2 separate regions of the Sus scrofa genome follow, and region 1 is linked to region 2. A link is a contact called in public Hi-C data. All regions are on one chromosome and are shown on one strand. The core of a region is the stretch at or near the end of the contact, and the rest is flanking DNA. Distances in the headings are between cores, read along the strand shown.

The links. Hi-C and Micro-C count contacts between places; a contact is called where the count stands out from the background.
Region 1: a contact with region 2 is called in a Hi-C map of embryonic fibroblasts, with 3 times the contacts expected there. A contact is called at or near these places in 1 of 5 promoter capture datasets (fetal liver), 3 of 47 Hi-C or Micro-C datasets (embryonic fibroblasts and epiblast stem cells) and 1 of 2 datasets of targeted methods (skeletal muscle).

Annotation. Positions count from the first base shown.
Region 1 is chr4:12,457,737-12,463,043 of Sscrofa11.1, forward strand. It overlaps MYC (MYC proto-oncogene, bHLH transcription factor), which reads right to left and starts at 2,624. Exons shown (of 4, transcript NM_001005154.1): 1 at 2,004-2,624; 2 at 1-318. The coding sequence starts at 2,033.
Region 2 is chr4:12,330,597-12,335,794 of Sscrofa11.1, forward strand. All of the region lies in intron 1 of LOC106509952 (a long non-coding RNA gene), which reads right to left. Among named protein-coding and RNA genes, the nearest start is that of MYC, 130 kb to the right of the region's middle.

The DNA of each region.
Region 1 (5,307 bases), core at 1,374-3,873, 130 kb after region 2:
GGTCACCATCTCCAACTGGTCGGCCGTGGAAAAGCTGCCGCCGCCGCCGTCATCGTCTCCCCTGGGGGAGAAGGACGCGACCGCGACGTACGAGGGCGAGCAGAGCCCGGAGCGGCGGCTCGGGGACAGGGGCGGGGTGGGCAGCAACTCGAATTTCTTCCAGATATCCTCGCTGGGTGCCGGCGGCTGCAGCTCGCTCTGCTGCTGCTGCTGGTAGAAGTTCTCCTCCTCGTCGCAGTAGAAATAAGGCTGCACCGAGTCGTAGTCGAGGTCATAGTTCCTGTTGGTGAAGCTGACGTTGAGGGGCATCGCGGCAGCCTGCTGGAGGGGGCACACAAAGAGGGGGGCGCGTCTTGAGTTAATGGGGTCTTTTTTTCGGGTGGAAACCCCGCGCAGCGCTCACTGCGCGCCACGATCGGGAACCACTCCCCTTCCAGCGCTATCCCCCAAAGCGGCTGGTGGGAGTGGGGGATTAACAAAAAGGCACCCTTCCACCCCCTCGAAGTGACCCTCTACTATCTCAGACACACACTTGGTGAACCACCTCTGTGGCGCCCACGGAGCTTCCGTTCCCCCGGGAGCCCGGAGCGCGAAGCCGGGGAGTCGGCCCCGCGGCCGCCTGGCAGTCGAAATCAGCTTTAGCCTCCTTTAACAGGCCAGGGAAGGCGGCGGTGGGGAAATACAATCTGCCAAACGCCAAGGCGCAAAGTTTTGCGCCACCTGAAGGGGAAGGCGAAGAGGCGCCGCGGCGGGAGCGGCTGCGCGCGGCCCCCCTCCCGCGCCAGGGCCCCTCCGCGCCGCGCCCGTTCCCACTCGCGCCCTCGCCGCGCTCCTTCCCCCGCCGGCGCCACCGCCCCTCCCAACCTCCCCTCTCCGCCTCCTCCATCCCCACCCCCCGCGCGCCCCCCTTCCTTCCTTTGCCGGCTTTTCTTCTTTTCTCTCTCCGGCTGGGGTAGAGAGCTCAGTCTTCGGGCCTTAACCCCCACCTCCGACCAATGAAAGGGTGTGTGGGGGGTCTGTTAAATAACAGACACCTCCCTGCAACACCCAGTACGGCGACGCAACTGCGCCAGAGACCCTGCTGCAATTCCGCGCCCGAAGCCGGGCGTCTTCCCCTCTCCCGCCGCCGAGGGTAGCAGCTGTTCTGGAAAAGCCCCGAACCCCGCTGCCCGCAGTCCCTCCGCATCGCAGGGACACCCGAGCGGGGACACCAGAGGCGGCCGAGGAGCCAAGGCGGGGTGCGGAGATTTGTCCTCGTTTTCCCCCGAGTCAATAATTCCAGGAGAATCGGACACATCTTTGCGCCAGCCTCCCTCTCCCCCGTCCCCGCGCTTCCCCAACACCAAGTCTTAACATCTCCGAGGACCAAGAGCTTTAATTTCATTATTCTTTTAAAAAGCCAAACGCCAACTTCTAAGAGGAGCCGGGGGGCGAATTGAAGCGCCGCGGGGATCGGCGGGCGGGACTCGCCGCAGTCTCCGCTGTCACAAATGCGGTAAGCCGAAATTTAAATGCCCTTTCGGAGACGGCAAAAAGTCAGAGGCTGCGGAGCTCTCGCTCCACACGCAATATGTAATTCTTACTCCTAGGAGCTCAGGACGTAAAGGGTTTTCTGCCCACTGCGAAGCATACCCCCCTTCTCCCTCCAAAAGGCAAAAAAGCAATCAAATGCAATAAAGCAAGAATGCCCAGCCGGCCGAGGTCAGCGTTCATCTACATTAAAACAAAAATACACAAAAACAACCAACCCCTCTAAAGGCTACTTTCAAAAAAAAGCACCCCGTTCTCCCTCTGCCTTCCTCTCTTCCTTCTTGACAAGTCATTGCACCCCGACCCAGCTCTGGTTCGTCCCCACCCTACCCCGACCAACCACAACTACTCTGAGAAAAGTGTCAATAGAGCAGGAATGGGAGAAAAGACACCCCAATTCGGGCATTCGACTCATCGCGGATTGAAAGCGGTAGCAAGAAGAAATTAAAAGACAAATAGGTCTGGGTGCTCACCGGGTTTTCCACTATCCGAAGGAAATCCAGCGTCCAAAAAGCGGCGAGGAGCGCCTTTCAGAGGAGCGAGTCGTGGGCAGCGACAGGGAAAAGTGTCTCCCCAAATAGGCAGAATAGCCTCTCCGCGTCCGGAGAGTCGCGTTGTCGCTCGGGTGTTGTAAGTTCCAGTGGAAAGTACCCGCCCGCTGCAGTGGGCAAAGTTTCGTGGATGCGGCGCGGGTGGCGGACCGCTGGCAGGGGTCGGCGGGCAGGGTGGGGTGGGGGCGGCCGGGACGGAGGCGAAGACCCTCTTTCACTCCGGATCTCCCTTCCCCCGGGCGCCCAGAGCGCGACTCAGCTTGCTCGGCCGGCTCTGCTCTTCCACCCTGGAGGGCCCGCCCGCTCGCTCCCTCTGCCTCTCGCTGGAATTACTACAGCGAGTCAGAGAAAGCCCAGAAAACCGGCTTTTATACTGCTAGGAACACCCCTCCCCTCCGTGCTCTTTTTCCCGCCAAGCCTCTGTATAGCCCTGCCCTTCCAGAGGCAGTGGGGAGCCTAGCGGTGGCCGGGGTGCGGCAAAGGCGGCGGCAGCCGAGAGATGCGCAGCCGGAGGGTCCTCAGCCGCGCAGACCCTCGCCTATAAAGGGCCGGTGGGCGGGGATTCGCGAGAGCGGATCTTTTTTTTCTTTTTCCCCCCGCCCTCGGCTTTGGGAACCCGGGAGGGGCGCTTCAGCCCGGGGAGGGAGGGAGGGGTTGGGTGGTTGGGAGGGAGGAGACTCAGCCCTTTGAGCCTGGCACTCCAGTGCGCAGAGCTTTCGGATGTAAACAGAGTAAGAGTGCCGCATGAATTAACTGCGCGCGCCTACCATTTTCTTTTGCTCCCGCTCAAACCCTCTTTCTCTGCTGCTTGCTCCTCTGGCGCAGCGCTCTGGGTGACAAACCGCATACTGGTCCCTTGTGCTTAAATCATCGCGGGCGGAACAGCTGACCCTCCACACTGAGAATACACGGTGTACCCACCGCCAAGCCACGCACGTCCCGGGCCGAGGGGGCGCCTCCCTAAGACTGGGGAAAGGGCAGCGTTTGGAAAATAAGCCCTACGAAGAGAGGAGGAAAGAAGGGGGTATTTGCGGGTGCGCGTTGTGTGTGTGTGGTGTGGGGTAAGTGTAGATGGGGAAAAATGATCAGAGGTGTAGGGAGGAAAATGGTACCTGGAATTATTTTAAAAAACTCAGCAACGCATTGCCACGTATACTTGGAGAGCGAGTTCTGAATAAACACCCACTGCATTTGTTGGGGGTGTTAGGCATTCTGTGTGTACAGCTACCTCGACTGAGCACCTTCCATCTAGAATGAAACCCCTAAATCGCTGCCAAAGCCTCGGTCGACCCCTCACCTCCGGGCTCCGCTGGCGCAGACCGACACAGACCTCCGCGGGAGCCCGCTTGCCCCCCTGGACGCGCTAAGCCCTGAGATCTTTCTGCCGGTTCCGGAGCTGGAGTAAAGGAGGAGCGCGCTTGCGGGTGCGCGCTGCGGGGGACTCTCCGCTCCCTACCCACTCTCTGCTCCCCACCCACTCTCTGCCCTTCTGCACCCTCATCCCACACCCCCGCACCTCTCGCTCGGAGGTCCCAGTTCTGCACCCAGGTTTCAGTAGAGACGAATCCTTTTTGCGCCCCGTGGCGTCGGTTTGCACTACGCTGGGGCTCCCAGGTTGGGGGAAATCGAAGGCGCTAGACGCGAGAATACTGGGGAGGGGGACGCGAGTCGCAGGACCAGACTCCCCAGAAGAGGGAAGGAGACGAGCTGGCGGATCCTGCCTGGGGAGTCAGCATAGTCCCTGGCGACGAAAACCGTTAACTCTTTCCTCCTCGGACAAACTGGACGTTGACTTTCCTTTCTGGGTCTTCTTTGCTTTTTATTATTGGACTCGCGATCATGCACAGAAAAATGCATGGATTCTGATCTAAGGAGAGGAGCCAAGTATTAGGTGCCTTTTTTTTTGGGGGGGGGGAGTACTGTCGAGCCAATTAAAAACTGACGGAACTTAAGGCATTAATGTCTTTGTTCACAAAGTCTTAAATTTTTTTTCGGAATACCACAGCGAAAATGCACACGTTTAATCCATGTACATCTATATACATTTCAGTACACGTCAACCCAGAACGTTGCCCAACATGGCACATGATTTGTTCGCTCCCTCAATGAATCTATATTTAATATATAATGCATACTCCCTGGGGATTTGCTATTCTGCATTCTACTGGAGCCTTAAAAACAAAGACCAAGGGCATTGTAAGTAAACTTTTCCACGCCCTTCCCCCCTCACTCCAAAACAAAAAAATTCGGGACCGGGAGGGACTCGTGTATAGTATGCTGGTGCTCGAGATAAATTATTACCCGTTGAGTTAGCTGTTCGGCGTTCAATTGTTAAACGAGTGGTAACTTCCTCCAAATCAGGCACAGGGCACAATTCAGTTTTAAGGATTGCAAATTACTCCAGCCTCCAGGCCTTTGCCGCAAGCACCGGGAGCGACCAATCCCTAGTCAAGGTTTTGCTGCAAAGCGTCTTTCCCCTGCCCCCTCCCAGGGCTGCACCCGCGCCCGGGGTTTGAGAAAGTAAAGTAAGTGTGCCCTCTACTGGCAACCTGGATCGCTGCGTCCGGATGCCAACTGGAGGCGGGCGGGTCCGGTGGGGGCAGGGGCGTCCGGAGCACTGGGTTTCTAGTGGGGTGGTGGACAGGACGGTTCCTTAAAGCGAGTTTCCAGCCTCCTTTTTATGATTCCTTTAGGCCCACTGCAGAGAGGTGGAAATGAGCGGAATTACTGGAGAGAAAAGTGGTTCAGAGGCACCTATTCAGCCGCATAAGCGATGGTGAAAATTAACCCACCATTACTTATGGACGACTGTCAACCTCTAGAGAACTGATGCTATTTATGGGAAACGTGAACTAATTAACAAGTATGCATACCAAAAAAAATGTCCAGCAAAATTCTAAAGCAGCAAAAAAAAAAAAACACTGTAACCCACACATCTTAGAAACCCATCATCTTCTAACCACCAAGTTTTAGGACAGTTGATTTAGGGGAGGCAGGGGGAAGGGAAGGCATATTTGGTTTTGCTTATTATTATCATTATTATTATTTTTAGATTAAAGAAATTGGTGAACAATAGGGCATTCCTGTTGTGGCTCAGTGGGTTAAGAACTTGACATAGTGTCTGTGAGGATGTGGCTTGATCCCTGGCCTCACTCAGTGGGTTAAGGATCTGGTGGTGGCAAGCTGCAGCATAGGTTGTAGATGCGGCTCGGATATCGGTGTTGCT
Region 2 (5,198 bases), core at 300-2,799:
CATCCCCATCCCTTCCAGAATCCTCGATGGCGGTGCCTTTGTCACAGCTCCTGCAAGCAAGCTTGCCCCACCAATCCGCTAACACGGGAAAGCCTTTCCGTGACCTCTACCGCCCTCCGCACACACAGAGTCTGTCTGCTCCCTGTACAGGGGTTCACAGCACAGGCCCTGGCAGCCACTTTTAGCTGTGTGACCTCAGAAACTACACTCAGCCTCTCTGATATTGTTTCTCTCATCTGTAAAATGGGGCTAATTATAGCACTGCAAGCCTAGGATGACTGTGGGAATTAAATCATAGAATAGAGGAGGCCTGATTCACATTGTCCAGGACTTAATAAGAACTAGACGAATGTCGGCTCTGATTATTAGTTACTAATCTAATTACTATCATCAGGAAGTCATTTAATTTTGCCAGTGCCACCGGTACAGGCTTCATGGGGTGTCAAGCTGACCGCTATTTCCCTGCAACAGAGAACAGCTCAGAAAAGAGGGAAGGATCAGCCTTCTTTGTCAGCTTCCTACAAGCAGCACTATTTCTGGTCACAATTTCCCACCCACCCTACAAAACAGAGGCCCCTTCCCCCAGATGGCAGAGGAGACACCAAATCTCAGAGGCCCAAGCTGGCTTCTAGGGCCAGGAAATGTGTGAAGAAGCAAAAACAAGCTTCAAAAGCATCATCTCCTCGTGCAAGCTTCCATCACCCCAAACCCTACCCCCACGGGCTCCCAGCCCCCATCTCGCCAATCCCCCCTCCTTCCATTGCCCCGCTATAGGCCAGGGGATGCCCGAGTCGAAGGTGGACCCTGCTTAAGCACCCCACTACCTGCTCCTCTGGCCCCTATGTAGCAGAGCTGACCTCTAGGCAAGGGCAAGGATGAACATGGTTTGCGGGATCCCCTGGGGCCGACCCCCACATGCACAGCCTCTGCACCAGCTCCTGCACCCATTGGGAAAAACTGCCTCCAGGAGCTCCCACTGTGGCTCAGCAGGTTATCAACCCCACTAGTATCCATGAGGACACGGGTTTGATCCCTAGCCTAGTGGTGGGTTAAGGATCTGGGAGCGGTGGAAAGCTGCCCAGCAGATCTGTCATTGCCTTTCACCCCTGGTAATGGGTGTGCTTCCCCCGCCCCCGCCACCCTTGTGACAGTGGGGCTCTCCCACCTACACTCCGTGGACTCCAAAGCAAGCCAGGAAACCAGCAGTCCTGGGAGACCCCATCCCAACCATCGGACACTGGGGATTTTGAACCAGGAGTCCCACTGCAGATTAAGAGCTAAGTCTTGAGCCCTAAAGGACTAATGAAGCACAGGTGACAAGGACCAAATCTCCACACTACCGATCGTCTTGAAAACATGAAGCCCAGGTCGCCCGAAACCAACTGCGTGTGGAGGACGGAAGTGTGGCTGGGCTTCATGGAACCGTAGCCCACGTCGCCTTGACATACTCCCCAGAAAAGCAAAGCAGAGAGGCAAATGCCAAAAGGATGAGGCAGCCCCAAGATGAGGACAGAGAATGGCATGAAGGATGCACAGCCGCAGGGTAAGTGAAATGGCATTTCCTCCTCAGTCCCTGGAAGGCACGGGCAGGACTCCAGGCGATCGAGGCCACTGGAGCCCCGTGAATCAGCCCGTTGTTCCTGGGAGAGAAATGGAATCTGCGAGCAGTGGGGTGTGGAATGTGGTCATTCCTGCCCCATCTTCCTCTTCCTCTTCCTGACTCCCACCCTTCCCCCCTCCACGACCTCCATAAACCCTTGCCTCGGAAGAATCTGAAAGCCGTGACAACTTAGAAAACAAACTCCTTTAAAATGGCAAAGACTTCTGAAAAAATCCAAAGATTTTCATGTTCTCTTTCTGCAGCCCAGACTTCTCAACCCAAATCTGGTCACTTGAGGCACCCGGTAATAATCCAGGAGTCTGCCCGCTACGCGACCTGAATTGTTCCTTTGTAGTCTTTCTCCTTCTCACCCGCCATGCCCACCCTGCCCCCTCGCCTACGGCCACCAGGCCAACATGCAGCCAGCAAGCCAGCAGAGCTGGGGTATCACTTCCGGTCATCCCCGGTGGTGGCCAGCCCGGTGGTGGCTTCCCGAGACACTGCAGGAAACCTGGGGACTGTAAACAGAGCAGGCTAATGTCACTTCCACCAGGCAGTGAGATCCAGCTCCCGCAGGGCCACCTCTGCCCATCCGGGACCAGAGTCCTGGCATTTCCCAAGACGCGTTTTGACATTTCTGGGGCAGGGTGCAGGCAGCCCCGGGAACGTGGTTGGAGTGGCAGGGAAGCTTGGCATTCCAGCTTCACCTCACTCGCTGGGTGTCCCAACCTATCTGAGATTCCTCCATGCTCACACCTCGAACATCAGAATCAGAGAGCATCCATACCTCTTCGGCTGGTTGGGAGGATTATTTCAACTTTGGCACATGGTAGGAACTCAATAAAAGGTAACAAATACCCCTGTGCCATCAGTGCCTACGCATCGGCACTCACTATGCCCAAGACCTGAACAACGGACAGAATATTTGGGAATGAGACTCAAACGTTATACCATAGAAGCGCCAGGAAAGCACTGGCTTCTCCAGGCAGCAAAACAGGGTCCTCCCACTCCTGCCTCTCTCATCCCAACACCTGGGAGCACAGGATGCCAGATGTGGCCATAAGCCTTTTCTCACCCGCTCATCACACGAAAGCCTGCTCTGCCTGGGCCTGAGTTTCCCCTCATTTTCCCTTTCACCATTATTTTTGTTGCTATCTAAGCATTCACCAACCTCAGGAAGCTGCAAAATGCCAGTGCTATCTGATTTCAAAATGCAACGTCAACTTGGAGACCTCGGAGCCATTTGGAGGTATTTATTTTGGTGCTAACTAGAGAGCAAATGAAACCTCAGGAATGGCTTCATTAACCCCACAAGCAGCCACTGGCCATTCTTCTTCCTGTCGTGCTCTGGTTCTCAAGGCTCTTGAAGCAGCAATATAACCCAGCATAGGGACACAGGTCACTACACACCCCCGAGGGGTTCTCAGGCTCCCAGGGAGAGACCCAGGGAACGCTTCCGACGGGACTACAGTGTGGCAACCTCTGAAAGTGTATGCTTCCTGTGCTCTGCGCCCTGGGGACACCCACACATGCCCCTGGAGATGTGCACAGAGAAACGCAGCCCAGCACCTCCCATGACCACGGAAGCCTGGAAACACCCCCAAATCCACCACGAGGGGCACGAAGGAACCGACACAGCAGTGGCACCACCCAAACATAACACGGGGTGAAGAGAACAAACAGTAGCCATCACACCCTGACCTTCTTCCACTTCCAGAAGAACTGTAAATGCACAAAGGGAACCTCACATGGATGTGTATCAAAGCGTAAGAAGGTGACCTATGACAGCCCAAGTTCAGGAGAGCGGCACTTCTGTTGAAGGGAAGGAAGCGGGATGGGAGAAGGGGCCCCACAAATTTCCACTTGATCTCTGATTTTTTTCAGTTTCTTCAAAAGCAATGATCCAAAGCAAACACGCCACACCATTTAACACTCCAGGAGGTGGGGGGGGGGGTACTGGAGAATAGGGCCATTGTTAAATGGTCCTTTGCGGCTTCGTGTTTTGTGTTTCAGATCTGAATGATTCACATCAGGTAAAGAAACTCCCAAACTCAGCAGATTCTAAAGTCCAGCAAGTCACTGAGAAGGACGGAGTCAAGCAGCGAGCTGGGAGCAGCCACGGCATCCCCAGCACCCCACTGCTTTCGAGGGAACACGACTCAGTGGTCCAGCGCCACCTGGCCTTAACCCCAACTAGTGAGCTGGACCAGTCACCCCTGCCTGCACCCCAGGAATCAGGCTCAGCCAAGACGCCTGGATGTGAGACCCAACCAACCAGACACAGCCTCCCTGTCCAGCTCTCAGGCATTTTCCCAGGGGTGACTCATTTGGCCCCTCGCGCGTGAGGGGCGCCAGGCAAGGACCGACCCTTCATTGAAAGATGAGGAGCAGGAGCCTCAGAAATCCCAAGAATGGCCTGACTGACGAAAACAGAACAGTCACATACGCAATCTGCCTCACAAATCTGACTTAAGTCCTGGGTTTACTGTCAGGTTCCAATGGGGGAACTCAGGTCATATAATTTTCACAATAACCAGGTTCACAGAGGAGGCAACACAGGCCCAGAGAGGCCAGGCATCCAACCCAAGGTCACACAGCCAGGAAACATCAGATTTTCTAACATCCCCCAATCACCTCCCGGGAGCATCTCTCCATCAGGAAAGCTCTTTTTAGGATGAGCAACCTCAGGTTCCCCGAACACGCAACTAGGGTTTTCCAGGGCCCCTGGGTGAGCAGAAAGCTGGGAGCCTGTCCTGGCTAATGTTTGTTTATTTATGTCACCACCTCCTGCAAACCCAGTCCCGAACCTCTGAGTGACTCAGAGACCTCACCAGGGGCAGCTGCACCTTGGATGGAGCCAGATAAGCTTCCATGGGGCGAGAGGGGAGCGTCAGGGCAGTTCCTGCTAATTAGGTGAAGCCAAACCCCTCTCCCCAGGAACCCCCACCTCATGCGGCATCACAGAGTGGGAGCAGACAGGCAGGCGGGAGGGAAAGACCCCCTTCCAGCAACTGCCCAGCAAAACCAGCTATTAGCATGGCTGACACTTTAACAAGACCAAGAAAGGCAGGCCAAGCTTCCCTCCACCGCCATGAGAAATACTCCACTTGCCAGCCAGGTGCCAGGTGAGAAAACAGCGCAACCAGGACAAATGGGAACCCGTGCTCACAGCCAAAGCCCCAAAGCGCCTTGAAGGCCCCCTGCAGCCATCGAATCCCAGAGCTGCAGACACAGACAGAGCTGGGGCCTGGCCTCCAACAGCCTCGGCTCTGGCGCTCACAGCCCTTGCTCCCGCCTCCAAAGCCTTTTCCCTGAGGGCTCCATAAAGCAGAAGCTGAGCAATCAGCAAGCCTGTTCTCTATCCTGCCCCCGCTGGTCTAGACTTAATAGTATGCACGGGTCCTAATGTCAGAATAAAGAAAAAAAAGTTCCTCTTTAAAAAAAATAAAGAAATAAAAGCAAGCGGGTCTTCTTGCAAACTTCTCACACAGGCTCCCACCAACCCCTCCTTCGAACGGCAGAGAATCATTTCCCTATCTTTCCAAACATGCTCCCCTCTCCCACGACGGCCCGCCTTGCCCGCTGGGTGACTCCCAAA